5 separate regions of the Mus musculus genome follow, and regions 1, 2, 4 and 5 are each linked to region 3. The links are chromatin contacts, called in public promoter capture Hi-C maps. All regions are on one chromosome and are shown on one strand. Each heading gives the region's core, a stretch centred on a gene start, on an enhancer-like site or on the middle of the called end of the contact. The rest is flanking DNA. Distances are from core to core; before and after follow the strand shown. Region 1 holds the start of Ddb2 (damage specific DNA binding protein 2). Region 2 holds the start of Pacsin3 (protein kinase C and casein kinase substrate in neurons 3). Region 3 holds the start of Celf1 (CUGBP, Elav-like family member 1). Region 4 holds the start of 1110051M20Rik (RIKEN cDNA 1110051M20 gene). Region 5 holds the start of Ptprj (protein tyrosine phosphatase, receptor type, J).

Evidence for each region. Promoter capture Hi-C pulls out the DNA fragments that hold promoters and counts their contacts.
Region 1: a promoter capture Hi-C map of neutrophils shows a contact between it and region 3, with 5 times the contacts expected there. The contact joins the promoter of Ddb2 here to the promoter of Celf1 in region 3. A contact is called at or near these places in 10 of 39 promoter capture datasets (the 3T3-L1 cell line, the C10 cell line, the HPC-7 cell line and 7 more), 3 of 484 Hi-C or Micro-C datasets (CD4 T cells and embryonic stem cells), 5 of 115 datasets of contacts at active chromatin or transcription factors (the SCID.adh cell line, bone marrow-derived macrophages, effector CD8 T cells and 2 more) and 2 of 9 other capture datasets (adipose tissue and liver).
Region 2: a promoter capture Hi-C map of liver shows a contact between it and region 3, with 3 times the contacts expected there. The contact joins the promoter of Pacsin3 here to the promoter of Celf1 in region 3. A contact is called at or near these places in 17 of 39 promoter capture datasets (the 3T3-L1 cell line, 3T3-L1-derived adipocytes, the C10 cell line and 9 more), 5 of 484 Hi-C or Micro-C datasets (CD4 T cells, the G1E-ER4 cell line and embryonic stem cells), 2 of 115 datasets of contacts at active chromatin or transcription factors (memory CD8 T cells and microglia) and 2 of 9 other capture datasets (adipose tissue and liver).
Region 4: a contact with region 3 is called in a promoter capture Hi-C map of embryonic stem cells. The contact joins the promoter of 1110051M20Rik here to the promoter of Celf1 in region 3. A contact is called at or near these places in 6 of 39 promoter capture datasets (embryonic stem cells, hippocampal neurons, liver and 2 more), 2 of 115 datasets of contacts at active chromatin or transcription factors (astrocytes and fibro-adipogenic progenitors) and 1 of 9 other capture datasets (adipose tissue).
Region 5: a promoter capture Hi-C map of pre-B cells shows a contact between it and region 3, with 3 times the contacts expected there. The contact joins the promoter of Ptprj here to the promoter of Celf1 in region 3. A contact is called at or near these places in 1 of 39 promoter capture datasets (pre-B cells) and 1 of 115 datasets of contacts at active chromatin or transcription factors (effector CD8 T cells).

Annotation. Positions count from the first base shown.
Region 1 is chr2:91,235,672-91,238,371 of GRCm38.p6, forward strand. It overlaps Ddb2 (damage specific DNA binding protein 2), which reads right to left and starts at 1,395. Exons shown (of 10, transcript NM_028119.5): 1 at 1,019-1,395. The coding sequence starts at 1,145. It overlaps A330069E16Rik (RIKEN cDNA A330069E16 gene), which reads left to right and starts at 1,475. Exons shown (of 2, transcript NR_015464.1): 1 at 1,475-1,730; 2 at 2,051-2,686.
Region 2 is chr2:91,255,377-91,258,076 of GRCm38.p6, forward strand. Pacsin3 (protein kinase C and casein kinase substrate in neurons 3) reads left to right here and starts at 1,437. Exons shown (of 11, transcript NM_001289678.1): 1 at 1,437-1,550.
Region 3 is chr2:90,939,002-90,941,701 of GRCm38.p6, forward strand. Celf1 (CUGBP, Elav-like family member 1) reads left to right here and starts at 1,396. Exons shown (of 14, transcript NM_198683.2): 1 at 1,396-1,640.
Region 4 is chr2:91,443,458-91,446,157 of GRCm38.p6, forward strand. 1110051M20Rik (RIKEN cDNA 1110051M20 gene) reads right to left here and starts at 1,257. Exons shown (of 9, transcript NM_175123.5): 1 at 1,112-1,257. The coding sequence starts at 1,157.
Region 5 is chr2:90,579,195-90,581,894 of GRCm38.p6, forward strand. Ptprj (protein tyrosine phosphatase, receptor type, J) reads right to left here and starts at 1,401. Exons shown (of 24, transcript NM_008982.6): 1 at 962-1,401. The coding sequence starts at 1,057. Gm46752 (vegetative cell wall protein gp1-like) reads left to right here and starts at 1,561. Exons shown (of 3, transcript XR_001783391.2): 1 at 1,561-1,722; 2 at 1,917-2,176.

The DNA.
Region 1 (2,700 bases), core at 145-2,644, 300 kb after region 3:
AATAAAATAAGAGCTATCCAAATACAGTGGTGTATAACTGTAATCCTAGCACTCAGAAGCTGCAGCATACTTGGATTGGAGGCCAGCCTGGGCTATAGAGCAAGACTCTGTATTTAAAGAAATACTAAATAATGTCATGAGCAACCATTACTTGAGTGGAAACCAGAAGAATGCAGTAAGGTTTAGAAAAGTTCCAAATTGATTAGGTGGCTTCAAGGAAGAGAGGTAAATCAGAGTATAATAAAAATAAGCCGGGAATGGTGGCACACGCCTTTATTCCCAGCACTTGGGAGACAGAGGCAGGCGGATTTCTGAGTTCTGAGGACAGCCAGGGCTACACAGAAAAACCCTGTCTCGAAAAACTAAATAAATAAATAAATAAATAAACAAACAAACAAATAAATAAAACAACTCTGAATTACCAAGCCCTTCTGGTGGACCCAATCTATAAGTCCTTTTTTTCTCTTGACAACTTTCCTTTCTTTTCATGGCTAAAACCACTCTTATCAATTTATCACATTCCTTATAGCCCCAGGTTCAAGTCCTGGTAAACCTCTGAGAATGCGCTTTCTGAAGAAAGGAGGGAGGGAATTTCAGACTCTCAGAGCTAACATAACCGAGAGGCTATGAAAGGGAGGATTACTTTGAAACAGTAGATGTGTAAAACTTCTGGAACAAGGAAAGTGGGGACTGTGGCTTTTACGGTGATGGCACTCATCTGACTCTTTCTGTCACCTGGGGTAGAGGTGGGGGGGCTGTTCAACTTAAAACTCTCTGCTGTCAATGAACTGGCCAATAAAACCAGTCGGCAGCGTGTGGCTCAGTGGCAGCCCACTTGCTGAGAGAACTGGAGGCCTGGGTTCGAACCCTCGATCTCCCAAATAAAATCACAGCCTGAGGCGACAGAAGCCAAGAACTGCTTCAGAAGCCCAGGCACAAGCACCCACCACCCCAGCTTCAGCCTCTGGCGCGAGCACCCTGAACCCCCGGAAAGCTAAGGCAGCAGCACAGGCCGTACCGGGACCCTGCACACGCAGCTTCTTGGCTTCGGGCTCCAGCTCCTGAGGACCTCTGCGACTTTTGCTCCTGAGGAGCACCGCAACGTCGGGGGACTTCTGGGTTTCTGGGCATTTCTTGGGAGCCATGACGTACTCGGTGAAGAGATATCAAGCTCTGTGGCAAAATAACGAAGCAAGGAGTGGAAAAGCCTCCGTGGAGAAAACAGGAAGGGACTACGTATGAGGCAGCGCCGTCGCAGGTAGCGCAGCTAAGACACCTTCGCGCCAAACGCTCCTCCGGGCTGCTTTACTTTTAGCCCCGCCCCGTCCCCTCAGGGCTGTCCCGCCCCTTGGAACTGCCCCGCCCCCTCGGGATTGCCACAGTAGGGGGCTGTCTTGCCCCCGGAACTGCCCCGGACTGCCCCAACCCCTCGGGCACGGCCCGCCCCCGGCCGCTCCTCCTCTTCCGGAGTAACGTGTGCAGCTCACAGGGAGGGTTTTTTATTTTAACTCCCTAGGAGCTGGGCCTTGGCTTGTGCTGGATCTGAAGAAAGCCGATTATTTGAACCTGAGGAGGGAGCGCTGGCCGTAAACCCTGCATGCTGGAGGCGGAGCCAGGCGGCGTTTCAGGCCAGCCTGGTGTACACGTTCCAGCAATCCGGTGACCTACGCAGAGAAACCCTGTCTCGAAGAACAACAAAGAGAGAGAGAGAGAGACAGAGACAGATAAAAGTAGGTAGTTTATGTCTTAAAAAGAGCAAAGATTCAAGTGTGGCTAAATATTTCTCATTTCCCCCATTAATAATAGGTGTCTCTAGGGCTGGAGAGATGGCTCAGTGGTTAAGAGCACTGACTGCTCTTCCAGAGGTCCTGAGTTCAATTCCCAGCAACCACAAGGTGGCTCACAACCATCTGTATTGGGATCTGATGCCCTCTTCTGGTGTTTCTGAAATGACAGTGTATTAAATAAATAAATCTTAAAAAAAAAAAAAAAGTGCCTCTGATTACCCAATCACAGCCTTAGCATTTGATTCTTTCCTCTCGCTTTACAGATGAATGTATTTTACCTCATACTATAGAAAAGAGCTGTATCTATGGTGGCAGGCTCTGTGTAATTCCCAACACTGAGGAGGCTGAGGCATGAAGAGTTTGCCTGGACTACACTGATATCTTGTAAGGATCAGATAAGAGTGAGAAAATCTGGGGCTGGAGCGATGGCTCAGCGGTTAAGAGCACTGACTGCTTTTCCAAAGGTCCTGAGTTCACATCTCAGCAACGACATGGTGGCTCACAACCATCTGTAATGAGATCTGACTCCCTCTTCTGGAGTGTCTGAAGACAGCTACAGTGTAATTATTTATAATAATAAATAAATCTTTAAAAAAGAAAAAGAGTGAGAAAATCTGGCATGCTATTGCACAGCAAGGTGACAGCAGACAATGGGTTTGCTGTATATTTTCTAAAGGTAGAAAGGTTTTGAATGTTTTCACCACAAACGATATCTGAGAAGATGTGCCTAACCCAATTTAAAGAATACAATATGTGTGTGTCAAAAGTAATGTATTCCTTATGAAGATGATACTTACATAAACATATGTAAAATTTATATGTTTTAATGTAGTTTAATTTTATTTTAAATTAAAATGATGCTCTAGAAGAAAATAAAAAGCTGAACCCAGCACCAATAATGGGGATGTCCTAA
Region 2 (2,700 bases), core at 187-2,686, 320 kb after region 3:
GAGAAAAGATTTGCCCAAGCCTTAAGAGAGTGGGAGTTGAAATTGGTTTCAGAAACCACATCCTCAGGTTTCAAATCTCCTATTTGAGATTTGCTACAACGCGCGCGGCCAGAGTCCTCAGGCCACGGGTGATGCTCGTCTTTGAGACAACACAGGCAACTAAAGGAGACCATTTCACGCTCCTAAGTCAGCCCCCAGCAGCTGGTGTCACTCCTAAGTTACCGTTGTTATCCTCAGCCGCCCCTCTTCCCATTTTGTGAGTGGACTCTACTGAGCAAAGAACACACGTCAGTGATTCCTTCCAGATTTAGAAACAACACGATTTTGTTATTTTTAAAGTTGTCTTTTAAAAAATCCGCGCGCGCACGTACTCACACTTCTAAGGGCGTGGAGGGGGCTGGGTTGGAAATGTGCGTGCTGGATAGAGAGCAGCTAGGCCGGTTGCTTCCCAGAGCGCGCACGGTCCCCTAAGGGGCGGTCCCTTGGGCTCTCCAACCCGGAGCGAACTGTGACTCCAGGACCCCTGAGCACCAGAGGCCTGGGACCCCGCTGGCCCGCGTTCCCTCCTGTCTCTCGGGTCAGGGGCACCGCTGCGGGGTCACCCGGCTCAGGAGAGAGCAGGAGGGGCGGAGAAGCCGAGCAGGTGGAGATTAGGTCAGCCTCAGAACATTCTTGGACCGCTCCAGTGAATATAAATAACAGACCCACAAGCTCTGAAATCCCGAGAGGCTGGGGGTGGAGCAGTGAAGAAGGGATCTATTTAGGGTGGGGTGGCATCGAGACGATTCGGAAAAAGTCTACATTGAACTAGGAGGTGAGACCAAGGGATTTAAAGATATGTTGAGATAGAAAATCTGAAACCGTGAACACGGAGGGGGAGGAGTTCGTGTTTTTTTGTCCCACTCCCACCGCGTGTTTGTCTCAGGTCTCGGAATGCGCGCTAAAGCTGCAAGCAGAGCTGCTCTAGGTAGGCATGGCTTTTCTAGTCTCGCTTCGGCCGGACTAGAGATCTTGGGCAGATAACCGCTGAAGGTATCTCTAACCCTCATTCAAGGTTACAAGGAGTGGGTGGTTATGAATCTGTCTCCCTGTAGCTAACCTCTAACTTTCTAGGTGCTCTCAGCAAAGAATGCCCCCTCAGTTTTGTCCCCGAATTCCACCCTAATGATTAGTGTGCAAGTTCCCGCTCATTCCCACCGGCCTCCTAGTCTCTGGAAAGGTCGGAGAGCGACAAAGCTCACAGCTCTCTGGTAGCCTCGCTGCACCTCCTTAGACTATTGGCTCCAGCTTTCTCTGCACCCGGGGAGCAGATCCTATGGCTCGCATCCCGAGCCACCTGGCGCAGGGATGCCTGCAGTCCCCGCTGCGGGGATGCTGTCGGTGGGGTTGGGGCGGCGGCTCCGCGGAGAGGGCGGGCCCGGGGGGCCGGGCTTCCCGGGGGAGGGCCCGAAGCGCTCCAGGAGGCGGTGGCCCGGACCCGGGAGTGGTAGGACTCCGAACTGAGCGTGGCCAGATCCCCCTAACCCACCGAGGGCCCCTGAGAGGACACGGTGAGTGCTTTGGAGGGGGAGCTGGGGGGCACGGCGGCGGCATGGTGGCTCTAGCTTGCTCTTTGGTCCTTCGACTCCTGAAGTTGGCAATGGGACGGACTCCCGCGCCGGAGACCCCGGCCATTGGCTGCCACTGAGCGCAAGGCCATCTCATCTCCTACGCTAATTAGGCGTTTCTTCAGGCCAGCCAGGGGAAATGGGGCGTCCAGCTGGAGGAGCAAATCATCTCTCAGGGTGCCTAGAGGGTCCCCAACTGCTCTCCTTGCGCCCGTTCTGAAGTCCTAGAAGGGGCCTCTGTAAAAAGCCCGCCCCCCGCCCCTTCGCGCCACTATCTGTATGGCTAACCCTAGTAGGCAGCGCCCCTTCCCCGCTGCAGTAACCAGCTGGCCCCACCTCCCCACCGAGACCAAGTTCAACAAGTTTGTCCAAGAAGTCCTAGAGCCTCCATGTCTAGGCCTGGCTATGCCTATCCTGTGGCTGGCTCCACCGGCTTGGAGTTGTTCAACACCGAGCCTTCTGGGATCCGGAGGTGGTTTGTCGGGTGGCGCTGTCTATAAGGGTGGAGGCCAAAGACCGGCAGCCCCTGAGTTCTGTGATTTGGTGTGGAGGTTAGGAGTGCGTCATCAGCGAGCAGGCACCTCAGCCGGCAGGTCGGGTTTCCAAAAGTGCCCCTTTGTTATGCCCCTCCCTGGCTCTGCCTCCTCCCCCTTTCTTTGAGCCACCCCCTCCCCCATCCTTCCAAAAGACTGTGCCAGTCTCTTGATTTTAAGCGCCCCTCTCTGGTTCAGCAGCCAGACCCTCCTGCACCTCTAAATCCAAGTCTACAGGCTGACTGGGAGAGGCTGCTGGGGAAGCCCTTGGGCGCAGCCTGTGACTCAGGACACAGGACTGGGCTGGGCAGGATAGCTTTGCTCTCTTCCAGGCCTGTGTCCCCAGCTACTGGAAAAGGGTGGGGGCTGGCTTATGTGTAAGAAAGGAACAAGGCAGAAACCTTTGGAGCTCAGGTGGGGAGAGTGGGCTCTGTCCTGAAGCCCAGAACTCCCAGTTCAGCACTAGCGGCTGGGAAGAGACCCTGCCAGTGTCCCAGAAGCCTTCTGACAGGCTAAGTGGAGAGCCTGGGCTGGAAAGATTTTAACTACCTGTTCTTGCT
Region 3 (2,700 bases), core at 146-2,645:
GTTATTTTTTTTGCCAAGAGTCTTATTCAAGAACTAGTTAAAAATACCAGTGTTCCATCTTTCATAACCACTCTAATTTTTCCTAACGTATCCATCTATATGCAACTAATTCAAGTTACATCTCTAACTCCATTCCCATCAATCAACAACAAGAAGGTAGAAAACCAATTTGAAAATTGGAACGAACAGGCCGGGTGTGGCGATACACGCCTTTAATCCCAGCATTTAGGGGAGGCAGAGGCAGGCGGATCACCAAGTGAGTTTGAGGTCAGTCTCAGTAACAAGAGGGAGTTCTAAGACAGCCAGAGCTACACAGAGAAACTCTCAAAAAAACAAAACAAACAAAAAAAAAAAAAAACAAAAAACAACCAAAGCTTTACAGTACAATTTAGGTAATTTGATAATGAACAACCTAGGGGCTAATTGTTTTGATCTACATGATTGTTTGTGCCTCTAGCACAGGGGAAAACTCTTGGCTGCTGCTTGGGGCAGGGGTGGGGGCTGCCTTAGTGAGTGTGGTAGGGTAGGGTAGGGTATAACCGGCATTTGTGGATATATATTTTGCTTTAGGAAGCTAAGTGATAAAGAGAAATAATTGCCAACTCATGAGTAATTTGTAAATTGATGGAGCCCTGACCTCCCAGAACTAAGTTTTCTCAATCTGCATTTCATTGTCTCACATTTCACTGACTTTGTGTAATAAACAACACACTTAATGCGTGAATCCAGCTAGATGCAGGTTAGGAATACCGAATCCTAAAAGGGGGTGCTGGATTCGTAAAAAGTGTTTTAATTGTTATTTTTTTTCCCAAGAAGAGTAGGTTTGGACTGGGTAGTCTCTTAATAGAATACTTAAGAGCTTTCTGGTGCCGCAGGGATTTTTGCCAGATTGCGCATGCATGCAGTTGAACATCTCTGTACAGGCACTTCCCTAACTCTGAAAGCTTGCAACACACATTCCATCAGAAGGAAGGCCTGGATACAGTTGTCTGTATGCTGATGTGCAAAAAGAAAGGGTGTGCCCTGCGTCCAGTGTTAGCCAAGCACCCATCATTCATTCATTCATTCATTCATTCATTCATTCATTCATTCATTCATTCGATATTTATTATGTGTATTTTTCATTGCCAAGCTGCGTTGCTTGCCCGCCAGAGGTGCAGCTAGTGCGGTGCGCAGAGGCAAGAACTTCAGATTCCCAGGCCGGGGTCTTCCCTCCAGTGCAGCTCTGAGACAAAGAGATGCACCCCTACAGCTCCCAGGGCTGAGGGCTCCGCCCGCGGCCCCCAGGGTTTCAGAGCGACTGCTCCTTCACTCCCCGGCCGGAGGGGGCGCTGCAGCGCCGGCCCTCCGCCCGCCCCTGCGCGGCGCTCGGCTCGGCTCGGCGCTGGCGGGCGGCGCCGCGGTGGTACGTTCCCCTTCGCCGCCCGCCCCCTCCGCGGCGGCCCTCCCCGCCGGTGGTAGGTGCCGGAAGTGCCGCCATTTTGGGGTGTTCTGCTCTGGCGGCAGCGGCAGCGGCAGAGGCGGCGGCGGCGGCGGGACGCGGAGGCTCCCCCGGGATTCGGCCTCAGCAGCGAGGCAGCGGCGGCTGCGGAGGAGCAAGGCAGCAGCTGAGGCAGCGGCGGGCTCAGGTGCAGCCGCTGGTGAGTGCGGCGGCCGCAGGATAACGGGCCGCGGGATGAAGGGAGGGAAAGAGAGGGAGGCTGGAGGGAGGCGCCGCGGGGCGGGTCAGGTTCGGGCGGCTACGGGTCACAGGGCCCTCCGGGTGCGGTCGCTCCCGCTTCCCCGCACCCCGGGGACCAGGCCGCGGACTGCTCGGGACTCGGGGGCCCATTCGCGTCCGCCCGGCGCGTGCCCCTGCTCCCAGGGAGACCCGCCCTCCTCGTGGCCTGGCCCCGGCTCCCTTGCCCTTTGCCTCCACTCTCCCGGCCCCGAGGGCTTGCTTCCTGCACCGCACCCGAGTCCTCCTCTCCGGGTCCGCTGGGCGAGATCGCGGCTGTCTACCCGAGACGCCGCTTCCCTGACCCTGTCGCCCCACGTGTTCTTCGTGCCCACCCCCGGGGGTGTCCTAGATTCCCGCCCCTAGAAGGCAGCGCTCCTCTCGATCCTCCGGAGCTCTTGCAGTTCTCGCCCTGGGGCCGCTTTGGCTCGCCCTACCCCCCACATCAGGTGCTCGCTCGCCCAGTCAAGGCCTAGTAGCAGGGCTCGAATCTCGCACCCAGGAGCGGGGACGGCTCTGGAGGGTGCCTTCTTCGCTAGGTCCCAGGCTTTGGATTTAAAGTCGGTAGTGGTGTCTCGGTTGTGGTGGTTCTGACAGGATGTTGTTTTAATTTTCTCCGACCATTGCATATGCTTTTTAAGGAGCTTCTCATTGGTTTAGAGACTGATTCCGGGGAGAAAGTGTGAGATTTTGGTCAGAGCTTGGTTTAGCACAACAGAATCTCTTTCTGGTGCTCAGAGTTAATGCTGTATATAAAAGCTGTTGAACAGTTTTAAAGAGCATAGACTCTGTTGATAATGTCTGCATTGTTAGGAGGTTACAAACACCCTTTGCACACACTTAAAAGGAACTTAACCTTTAAAAGATCTCTTCTCTGTCTTCTAGTCTCTGAGTTGAAGAGGTTTGAATTGCACTTTTTCACTTTTTCCAGTTTGTTTCTTTTTAGATCCTTAGAATGACGGTGTCTTCAGATGGAATTGCTT
Region 4 (2,700 bases), core at 7-2,506, 500 kb after region 3:
CCAAGTCCAGAAAACTGTACAATACAAAGAGTGGACCCTAATATAAACTATAGGCTGTTGGTAATCACACTGAGCTAATATTCAGTTGCAAGAAATGTACCACACTAACACAAGAAATTAATAATAGAAGCTAAATAGAAGATACAGAGGGAAAAAACTCTACTATCAGCTCAGTCCTCTTTAAGTTTAAAACTACTCTAAATGTTTAAGCTATGAACTTTTAAATGTGTATGTGTGCATATAAGTGTATACACAAGGTCTGGAGAGATGGCTCAGCGGTTAAGAGCACTGACTGCTCTGCCACAGGTCCTGAGTTCAATTTCTAGCAACCACATGGTGGCTCACAACCAACTGTAATGGGATCCAATGCACTCTTCTAATGTGTGTCTGAAGACAGCTGCAGTGTACTTATATAAATAAAAAATAAATATCATAAAAAATGTTTTAAAAAAATAAGTGTATACACAAACGTATACAGTAAATGTGTTACACACTCACTGCAGGGTGCTTAGCAAAGTACAGTACTTAGTACCACACAGCCTTAGCTCAAGGGTAAGGTCAAGTTCTGCAAGGGGAAAATCTGATCCTAATACTAACTGTATGAGGTCTTATGCAATTGTCTCTTTAGCCTTAGTGTCTCCATCTGTAAAGTAGCAAACACAGCAATCCCTTCTATGATAATGCTGCATGCAAAATGCTTACCTCGTGCAGAATGCCTAATGAAAATGAAAAGCTCGAAATAACCGTGCACTATGAAGGCAAAATTATTATTTACAAAATGACTGAAGTCATTTCAGATGCCAAGTTTGCGTCAATACAAACCTATCAATAATAGCCTTGTTTGGGGCCTCAGATTCTTAATTGTGTTACTTAGAATGCAGTCCTCATTGCCTGAGAGCCAGTCCATATAATTCAGCCATTCTTTACTCCATAAATGTTATTTTTCATCCAGGTTTGGCCCTACATTCAGGCTCAGGCCCTAGAACCCCTTCTTTCTGTCCTCCCGTCCCATCCAGACCCGCTACCGTTCAGGCTCCGCCCCTGTCTCCTACCCACTCCTTCCCCTAACACATTACTCCTTTCTTTTCCCGACGCTGAAAAAAGCCCCTACCCAGATACTCGTAGTCCGGTAGAGCTAGGCGCTCGGGACTCAGCATCCTTTGACCGGGTAGTTTCCACGCTCCAGCTTTCTTCTTCCGGAACCCAGGTTACAGCCTGTCTCTGTTGCCATGGCACCCAGGCGGCCAGAGGAGAACTAGAAGGCTGAGAGGGTGTCACGTAAACAGTCTCCGACTGGCAACGTAGAGCCTATCACACAAGTTCCGGAAGCAGTCACTTAGAGTCTGATTTTCTTTAACTCCTATTTTTGGGATTTGGTTTTAGAATCTGTGAATTAAATTCTCTGAATGTGTCGTATTTTGTGATGCTGAAGAATTACTATCAGTGGCTCATATCTGCAATTTCTGGATTTCATAGTTTCTGTTTATTCTAACAATAATGATCATGTATGGCCTCGCCTAACACTGAGATCTCATTATCTATTATTAATCACTTTTAGGATTTACTCTTTCAAGTTGGTACAAAATGTTCTTTGTATCTTGGCAGCTTCTGGAGGTCGGGGATACGTCTTTAGCATAGAGATACTACTAAGGGCCACTGAGCAATCCAAGGGACCCCATGTGGTGAAAACAGCCTACCAACTCCTCCAAGTTGTCCTCTGACCTCCACAAATCCCCTGCCCCAAATATATATCTCGACAGGGTCTCACTGTATTGCCCAGTCGGGCTTAGAACTTGATGTGTAGACCAGGATAGCCTTGAATTTAAGAGATCTGCCTGAGCCTGCAGCTCTCAGAGGTTTTAATGTTTTAAAGGTGTGTGCCCCTACACCCGGTAAAATGCAATTTTTAAAACTACTCATCAAGTCCTCTGTAAGTTAATGACCATTCCTCTCAAATTCCCTTTAGCCGTTTGAGACTGCTTCTACTTCCTATTATTTGACATCTTGTCCAAGTGCCTTTCCTTTTTCCTACAAAGTCACTTCATTTCTCAAAGGAAATGGGTCAGAAACTAGAGCATTTATTACATATCCTCAGCTCTATCCTTTCTGAAGAAGAAAGACTATTCCTTTCTTTTCAAATAACCAGATTTTCTTATCTCCTCTCTCTGTGCAAGAACAGGAAAGAGATCTGTACAGTGTCACAGTCCAAACCTAGCAGAAAAAGCCACTCGATCCTCACTTTTGTTTTGTTTTGTTTTGTTTTGTTTTGTTTTGAAGTAAGTCCCTGCCCCTTCAACAAGGAGAAGTTTTCGAAAGAGGAGAGGTTTTGTGACAAAGAAAGAAAACGAAATTGATGTCATCAAAGGAGTGACTGGGAATCCCACAGACCACCTACACTGGAGTAAGTAAAGAGGAGGCTCTTCTCTTATGTTCTGAGGGGCCTATTCTTAGTCTCCCCAAAGGAGCTACTCAGACCTTGTAATTCTCCCTTTCCCTTAAATTTGTATATATGTCTCAATTCTAGGCTCCTGTGAGTCACTCTGAATTTGGATGTGGTAAGGAGAAAGGGACAGAGCCACACAAGGGACAGTGTTTGGTGTTCTGAGGTAATGAATTTTCCAGGTTGGTAGTTGTTGATATGAAGTCCTGCAAGTTTTGTTAAAAATAATTAACTTCTCCTTCCTCTACCCCTCCTCCATG
Region 5 (2,700 bases), core at 151-2,650, 360 kb before region 3:
AAGGCTGTGAGGCAGAACTCGCTTGCTCAGCTCCCGCAGCACCAGCTGGGTGATTCCACTCTTTCACTTCTCTCCCTCAGTTCCCTATCTGCAAAATGGGAATGTCCCCCCAGCTGCCTTGCATCACATCCCCTGCCATGAAAATACCACTGAGAGAAAAGATCCAAAATTCGAGTCCCACCATTATCGGAAAAAAAAAAGTGAAGCAAGGAAAAAAAAAAAAGAAAGAAAAGAAAAGTCTGGAGGGGAGGGGTATAGCTAGCGCCCACAAAGCACGAATGCACACCCAGAAAAGCCAGCACTATCTCAGGAGCGATGATGAGAACAGAGCCAGCAGCCTCAAGGGACGCCTTTGAGCGGCCACCTTGGCAAGGCTGGGAACTTTCCCCCACAAAAAGCGCCCTCGGTTCTGAGTCCGGCGCTTCGCCCACCGCCCAGCGCCAGGGCCTGTCCCCAAGCACCCGGCCACCGCCACTGCCCTTCTGTCCAAGCCCTCGTGCCCCTCCAGGCCGGGTCGTAGGTCGGCCTCGGCTCAGCCAGGCCGTCCCTGCTCCGCATCCACAGCCCTCCGCAAACACGCCCCCTCCGGCCGCTTCGGGCGCGCAAGCAGGGCCCGCGCTGGCCAGACGTGACCAGCTCCGGGAAAGGCCGGGCCACCGCCGCCTGCAGCCCATGCGGGAGCTTCTATGGAAGAGTCAACGGGCACGGCGGGGGACACCCTGGGGACCCCGGAATCCTGCCCTTCCCCTGGCACCCGGGAGCCAGGGAAGGGGCTGAGTGGCGGGAGCAGGAGGCTGGCCAAGATCCCTGCCAGCCTCCTCCAGGAGGAAGGCTCCCAGGACCACGATCTCTCAGACCCTCGCCGGGTGTTCCTGGAACGGGTGACACCCGGGCAGGTGCAGGCGATGCCAATTCGGCCCGCGTCTTCCTACCACACGCCCAGGCCCACTCGAGAGCTTACCTGGCCCTGGCGTAGCAACAGCAGCAGCGGCAGCAGCGCCCAGCGGAGCCCGGGCGAGCGCGGGGGTGTCCGCGTCTCCCGCGCCGCGGGCTTCATGCCCTGCGCGCCCTGGAACGTGCCCGGGACGCGCCCCGCCGTGTGCCCGAAGCCGGGCGCCCTCGTCTCCGTCTCCAGCCGACGCCTCCGCCTCCTTCTCCGCCAGCCGGTCCGCCTAGTCCCCGCTCCGCCCGCCCCGGGCTTCCCCGGGGACATGGCAGCGGCGGCGGCGGCGGCCACACGGCGGAGCCTAGCGCGCCTGGCGCGGAGCGGCCGCGGCCTTAGACTCGCAGGGGCTTCGCGGGGCGGAGCGAGCGGCGCCCACCCTCCGCGCGTGGCTCCCAGCTCCCGGCTCCCGCGGCCCCGGCTGCTCCCTCTGCCTCCTCCGCGCGTCATGCGGCTCCGGCTGCAGGGAGCCGCGCCGAGCGCTCGGCCCCCTCTCTTCCCCTCCCCCTCTGAATATTCATCGCTTCCTCCCGCTCGGGCGGGCCGGCCGCTGCCGTGCTCCGCGGCCCCTCGCCGCCCTCTCGCCGCGGCCCCCGCCCCCAGCGAGCTGGCGGCGGGCGGGGAGTGGGCGGTGGCGAGCCCGGTGCACGCTCTGGCGTCTCCCCTCCCGCGGCCGGAGGAAGCGCCCCCTCCCTGTCCGCCTAGCCCTCCCACATTCCTGGGACTCGGGACCCGGGACGCTGCTCCACTGTTCCAGAGCCACGAGCTAGTATGGATGGGTCAGTAGGGACTCTTCAGCCTGGGACTCCCTCCCTGGCTCTGGCTTGAGCGTGCCTCTTGCCCAGGTCACAGTCGTGCTTGCTTCTAGACCGCAATCTGGTGAAGCCTGGCCCGTGGGTGGGCTTTGGGGGAGGGTGTGGGTGAACCCCCCGAAACTATTGGAAGCACACCATGTATTCTGTTCTCTCCCCAGACGCTGGGCCAGGAAGTCAGAGAGCCTGCACAGAAGCTGGTCCAGTGATTAGAGCCCCAGCTGTGGCATATGGCAAGCCCAGCTGTGCTATATACTAACTGTGTAATCCTGGTTGTGTGACTTGGAGAGAGATGCCTCACCTCTCTTGACCACTCTATGCTCCTGTGTAACAGGAAGATACTACGGGTACCTGTCTACCGAGACTTGCCTGGCGATTAAATGAGATCATGGGTAAAGTCCCAAAGAGGGTGGGACATAAGGTGAGCCCATCTGGCAGCTGTCATCACAAGTCCTGATCTGAAAGGAGTTACAAATTACCACGAATACTGCTACTGTGCCCAGGCTCACGAGAGGAAACCAAAGAGCTCTATCTACTGCACCTAGAAGTAATGACAGACAGTACCAAACCAAGGCATGCTAGGGAGGGAAAGACTGATTCTGACCAAAGGAAGAGGTGACACTTGAGCTGGGCTTTGATGGATGGTTGGGTTTCACCGGGCAGAGAGAGGGGAGCAGTGTGGCAGGAAGTGGGAGCAACTTGGCAAAAAAAAAAAAAAAAAAAAAAAAAAAAATCAGAAGGCAGATTCTTCAACCTTGACCTTCTGAGAAACAGAGAAACAGGAGCGTTCTATTTGGGAAGACCTGAGCAGCCAAGATAGTGAAGTGAATCTAGTCTGGACCCTATGAGAACTGGAATGTAGACCACCAGGTGTCCAGCCTGCTTCTAGGCATCCCTTGGGCCTCAGAGTCCCAGCTTCACGCAGAGAACAGAGGGGAAAGGGGC